Regions from separate parts of the Oryctolagus cuniculus genome. Here region 2 is linked to region 1. The links are chromatin contacts, called in public Hi-C maps. All regions are on one chromosome and are shown on one strand. The core of a region is the stretch at or near the end of the contact, and the rest is flanking DNA. Distances in the headings are between cores, read along the strand shown. Region 1 overlaps ZBTB20 (zinc finger and BTB domain containing 20). Region 2 overlaps ZBTB20 (zinc finger and BTB domain containing 20).

Evidence for each region. Hi-C and Micro-C count contacts between places; a contact is called where the count stands out from the background.
Region 2: a Hi-C map of skin fibroblasts shows a contact between it and region 1, with 1.9 times the contacts expected there. The contact joins two enhancer-like sites. A contact is called at or near these places in 4 of 6 Hi-C or Micro-C datasets (ear pinna, psoas muscle, skin fibroblasts and 1 more).

What each region holds. Positions count from the first base shown.
Region 1 is chr4:70,416,081-70,418,780 of mOryCun1.1, forward strand. All of the region lies in intron 8 of ZBTB20 (zinc finger and BTB domain containing 20), which reads right to left. Among named protein-coding and RNA genes, the nearest start is that of TIGIT, 170 kb to the left of the region's middle. Within about 2 kb of position 1,396, at least 5 of the 8 cell types and tissues checked have an H3K27ac peak or open chromatin away from gene starts, as enhancers often do.
Region 2 is chr4:70,454,962-70,457,703 of mOryCun1.1, forward strand. The region is part of intron 6 of ZBTB20 (zinc finger and BTB domain containing 20); the gene reads right to left. Among named protein-coding and RNA genes, the nearest start is that of TIGIT, 200 kb to the left of the region's middle. Within about 2 kb of position 1,445, at least 1 of the 8 cell types and tissues checked has an H3K27ac peak or open chromatin away from gene starts, as enhancers often do.

The DNA of each region.
Region 1 (2,700 bases), core at 146-2,645:
AGGCTAGTTTTATTGCTAAAAAGATTTTTATTTATTTGAAAGGCAGACTGAGAGAGAGCGCGAGAGAGAGACAGAGAGACAGAGACAGAGACAATAATAGTAAGTGTGATCTTCGATTTGCCAATTTACTCCCCAAATGCCATGTCACAGTCAGAAGCCAGAACTCATCCAGGTCTCCTACATGGTTGGCAGGAACCCCAGTACTTGGGTCATCATCTATTGCCTACTAGGTACAATCCAGTAAGCTGGATTGCAAGTATGGAGCCGTTGGGACTTGAACCAGGCGCTCTGGTATGGTATGTAGGCTCCTCAAATGTCCCAAATAGCAGTTTCACCTCCCGTTCCACAAGACTCACCTTTAGGCTAGTGTTAGATGAGTGCTTTATCAAAGTCGTCAAGCTATTTTTCAAATATGAGCACGTGGCCAAACCACCAGTCTTTTAATACTGCAAAAATGATATTGCTCTCCATGTCACCGTCAGTCACTGCTTCTTTCCTGGACGTGTTCCTGCTTTGCTCCTGACATCTTGCACCACTCTTCCCTGTTTGTTGTCTCAGGGATCACTTTTGGAGACCATTCATAGCACAGAGGTATTGGTGCTGCCTCTAACAGGAGATCATCACCCCCTCATCTGCCTGTTAACCCTTTACTTTTTCATCCACCGGGCAGCTTCCTAATTGCACAGGTAACAGGGAGCCACACACTGTCTTTAGAAGCAATTCAGTTCCCGCCTCACCTTCCCTAACAGTTCTTGTGGATTCCTCTTTCTGGAGCTGAGAAACACTCAGACATGGCCGCAGTCTAAGTGGGACGCGCACAGGTGCTGCTACTTGACCCCGTTGTTGCAGGGCATAGTTTATTGAGGAGGAACGAGTAAGCTTTGTTGTGATGAAGTGCAAATTCCTTCTTTGGTTGTATAGAAAGAATTCTATAAACATGGCCAACGGGAGGGCCGAGCTCGCCGAGCCTCTGTGGCTCTGCATTATTCCCTGGAACCTTTAGAGGGCAGCAGAACACTGGCTGACTCCAGGCCGCCTTCCAGAGAGGCCAGCTCCCGACCAGACCAGAACCTTCCTCCTGGTCACCATGCCAAAGGTTGGTTTGCCAAGCTCTGGCCTCTCAGTCTCTTTCTTTTCACAGTGCTCGCTCGCTCTCCTCTCCTCCCCCTTCTCTCTCTCTCTCTTTCTCTCTCTTTTCTCTTTTTTTGCTGTTAAAATTATACACTCTGATGAAGTCGCCCCTCAACCGGAAAATGAAAGCCCCAATGAAAAAGTTAGACCAGCCAACAACAACAAAGAGAGAAACCAGGGAAAAGGGGAAAGGGGGCTGGTGAGGGGGACGGACTTAAGAACAAGAAAAGGGCAGATGTTTCGTAAATATATGCAAAGCAAACTGGGTGTACCCTGAACACTTCCAGAGAGGAACAGACCAATCATTGTGCACTTCCTCCCGCCACACGGGTGCAGCTCCGCATTCAAAAAAAAAAAAAAAAAAAAAAAGTGTGGCCTCAGGCAGCCGCCTTTCAACGGTCAGTGCTGACATTCTGACTGAACATCTCCCAATTGTCCAAAGAGAACAAAAACATTTTCATCTCCTCACTGCAAACATTTCTGTTATGAGAAAAAAAGGCTGCTTCAGGAACCAGGAAGGCTTTCTGAGGTGACTGGCGGCTGAGTTAGCCAGCAGAACCTTCTGATTTTTTAACTCTCATGGCGCTGGCCCTGGCAACAAGTGTTGGGCTGAAATCTAGCAGTTGAGTACGGCTCTGGAGGATACTGGCTCTTTGCTATCGAGAGCAGAGCGCACTGTAGGTGGAAAGAACTATGCATTCAGACATACCGATGAGATGGTAGGTATTAGACATGCAATTAACCAGATTGGGTGCGTCTGATGTATAGAGTCTGCACTCCTTGGTACATACTGCACATGCATAGTGAGGGCAATGCTTCCTCTGACATATGGAAAAATAAATATTTAAGCTGTGTGAGTTCTTAGCAGTCTCAGAGGTCTGCTGGGAGGAGAGGGCTGTCTTCTGTTGCTCTCTCCCAATTTTATCTCCTCACTGGGTTCCCACCCTGCTCATTAACACGGCTTCCACTTAGAATCCCAGTTAGATAGGAAAGAATTAGTCAGAAGCCCCTTTTGATAAATAATTATGCTGTCATTGGATCATGATCACTGAGAGCAGCGATGCCTCTTCCCATCTTTTTGGAGGGCTGTTTCTTCCCCCATCTCCCCCAACAACACATGCAAAAGGCTCAGGAGAAGGTCTGAGCAGAGGACCGAGGGGAGTGGTACCAGAACGGATCTCCAACTAGCTGGTAGCTGTGTGACCTAGGCAGATTGCTCAGCATCTCTGAGCCTCACCTTCCTCTTCTTTAAAATAGGGATTATAATATCCACCTCCCAGGGCTGATGCGAGGGATCAATGAGGCGAGCCTAAAGTGCCTAGTGTGGAGCTGCCATAGAGGAAGTGGTACCTCCTTTCAATTTAGCATGTGTTCTGCCGTTTTCATTGTGTTAGCCACAGTGAGACATTTGCTTTATTTCCGTAGCCTTTCCTAATACCTAGATTTAGGGCAGGGGCACATGGATGGTTGCTACAGCACAAGAAGAAAGATGTTAGGCTAAGCAATCTGGTCTTCAACGTTTCTGATCTCACTGTATTATCCTTCCGACACCCTCTTTCTGTTCACATA
Region 2 (2,742 bases), core at 195-2,694, 39 kb after region 1:
GTGATCAGGACAGCCTTATGGAAATCCTTCCAGATGAATATACCCAAAAGAGTAAAACAATCTTTCTATGTCTCTAATGTAAAGGGAAAAAAGACTTTTTAACAACTGTGTAATTGTGAGTTCTAGCCTTAAAGAAACTTTCTTGGCTTGGGTTTCTTTTACCCTCCCCCTCAGATACTTAATAATCATAGCATATGCCAAGAAACTAATGATGCAAACCAGAGGATTGCACATGAACTTGAATCTTTTTCTCATTGTATAGTCTGTGTAGTGACCAAGATAGGACTAAAAAAAAAAAATCAGTGATAGAAAATAGCAATATGATCAAAGTTTGCCTAAGCTGGGGAGACTCACAAACCCACTTCCTATTCTTCATAAAGGTATACAAAGAGTCCCAGTACAGGACCTGAAGCATCCAGGCTTATCTATCAGCTAACTGCAAAAAGAAGAAGGATCAACCTTCATCAGCAAACATCCAGGTCATTTCTTGGCCTGAGCCCACTGCTGTGTCAGCTGCCTGCCTCACAGTTCTTTAGGTGATATCTGATATTACTTAAAGGTGCTTCTAATACCTTTTGAGTTTCAATACATAAACTTAAGCCCAACTAAAGAGTTCTCCAAGTCATGACAGCTTTATGAATATCACTCATCTGAGAACTGAGATCGATTTTTCTTCCGACCTGAAAGAGTTCTTCTTCAGCCTACTGAGTAATGCAAATCCATTCAAATATGGTGTTGTACCCCTTGTCACTTGTGGCCATACATTCACGTAGGGATGTCTTACACACAATAGGCACTCAATAAACATTTGCTTTCCAGAATGGAACTGGCCTCGTTGTAAGGAAAAATGGAGTACACAATAGTGTACTAAATGAACTTGGATGAGGACTAATAGATCTTGAGTGTATTAAAAAAAATCAAGCAGTGAAAACAACCGGGTTTTGATACAGTTTCCCAAGGGAAGTTTCATTACTCAGGGCATTTTAAACCAGAATAGACAAAACACTAGTGGGGTATGTTGAAATAAAATATGCGTAGTCCGTCTGTGAATTAGTGTTTACTTTCAATATAATTATAAGTGAAGCAACACTGTAATGGGAATTTTTCATACACAGGAAAGCTATGGCTACTATGTTTCCCCATCGACCATATGTTGCACATATTGGTTGGTGTGGATGTGTATCCCTACTGCCCTCTAGTGGATGAAATGTAAGACCTACCTGATCAGACAGATCTAACACGCTACTAGGATTTGGGGGTAATATCAATTCTTAATCATTTGGGGTAGGAAGAAAATAGCTGTGTTGATGCATTTTCCATCAAATTATAAAATTGAAGGGCATTAAAAACAACAGAGTCAAACTCTGTAATTAAGACTGCCATTTAATGTTTGTTCGCACACGGTATTCATTTCTGTGTATCCCTGCCAAAGATCCATTGTGTAATGTTGTCCTCACATGACATTAAAAACACCAGTTCCCTGGAAAATGTAAAAAAGAAACTGTGCTGCCTTGAAATACATGGAGTTTACTTTTGGAAACAGAAAATTAATACAAACACAGTGAGATAATTTGGAACACAAATAATGGCTAAAAGAAACTTGAAAATCAAGACTGTTTCTTAAATCTAAGCAAGCATATTAGCAATCAAGGGGTGGCTGGCTGTGCCGAGAGGAGAGCAGGCAAAATGGGCTTCAGAACAGAGAGCTGATATGAGGAAGGACTGACTGAACATAATCTTACCTACATTCGTGGGCCAGGAAAATGAGTCTACATACACATTTGGTACTGTGGGCATACATTTAATGCTATCATATTTAGGCTGCTTTTCAGGTACAGAATCCAGATGTTCCACTCCCAATGAAGAAAGATATGGATCTGCATAGTGCTTTAGCATTTTGTTATTAAGACCCAGGATGAAACTGAAGGCAGTTCTCTTTGTATAATTGCAATTATTTTAAAGGACTTTGACTTTAATCACCAAATCTTATTCTCACACTTAGCATGTAAAATAATTCTCCTAAAATACAGAGAGGAAAAAAAAATTGTACAATCTCTGTTGTCCAAACAGCTGACATACCAGGTAGAATAAATGCAATCTGAAGGAGAAGAAACAGCCTATGCATGCTGAATGCAGCTGGCCAAAGGCCCTTACTATCAGTGTGGGAGAGGACATCCACTAATTCTTTAAATATCACAAATTATTAGAAGATGGTCTTATATATGTGAGTAGGTATGCATTTGAGGGGTTCTATGCTGGCATGACACAGACTATCCCTCTGAGTGACAGCTTTTATGGTGCATAAGCAGTGATGGTTTAGGAATCCAAGGTAGACTCCAGAAGTCTACTTAAAAAAAAAAAAGCAACAGATCTACCCAGTAAAAGGCACAAAACAACATGAAATCTCTCATTACCTGAGTGATCTAGATGAAAATCTGACCCAATAAGCATCCTGGAAATTTGTTTTCATCTCAACCAGATTTACTGTACAGTAATTAGCATCTCTACAGACAGCTGACTGGAAACCCCAGGAGAGTTGAGGGTGAGCAGTATAGGCCACAAGGAGGAAATACAGCCAATTTCCTACTTAGCACCACGGACAGAGCTGACAGCAGAAAGAATCATCCTTGGAGTTATCCTTGGTGTTAAGGAAATACAAAGAGATCAGTGTTGCATTCTACAGATGCTTCTTATCCCCATTACGACTGGCAGTCGGGTTGGAATTGTGTTCTGCTGCTTCCC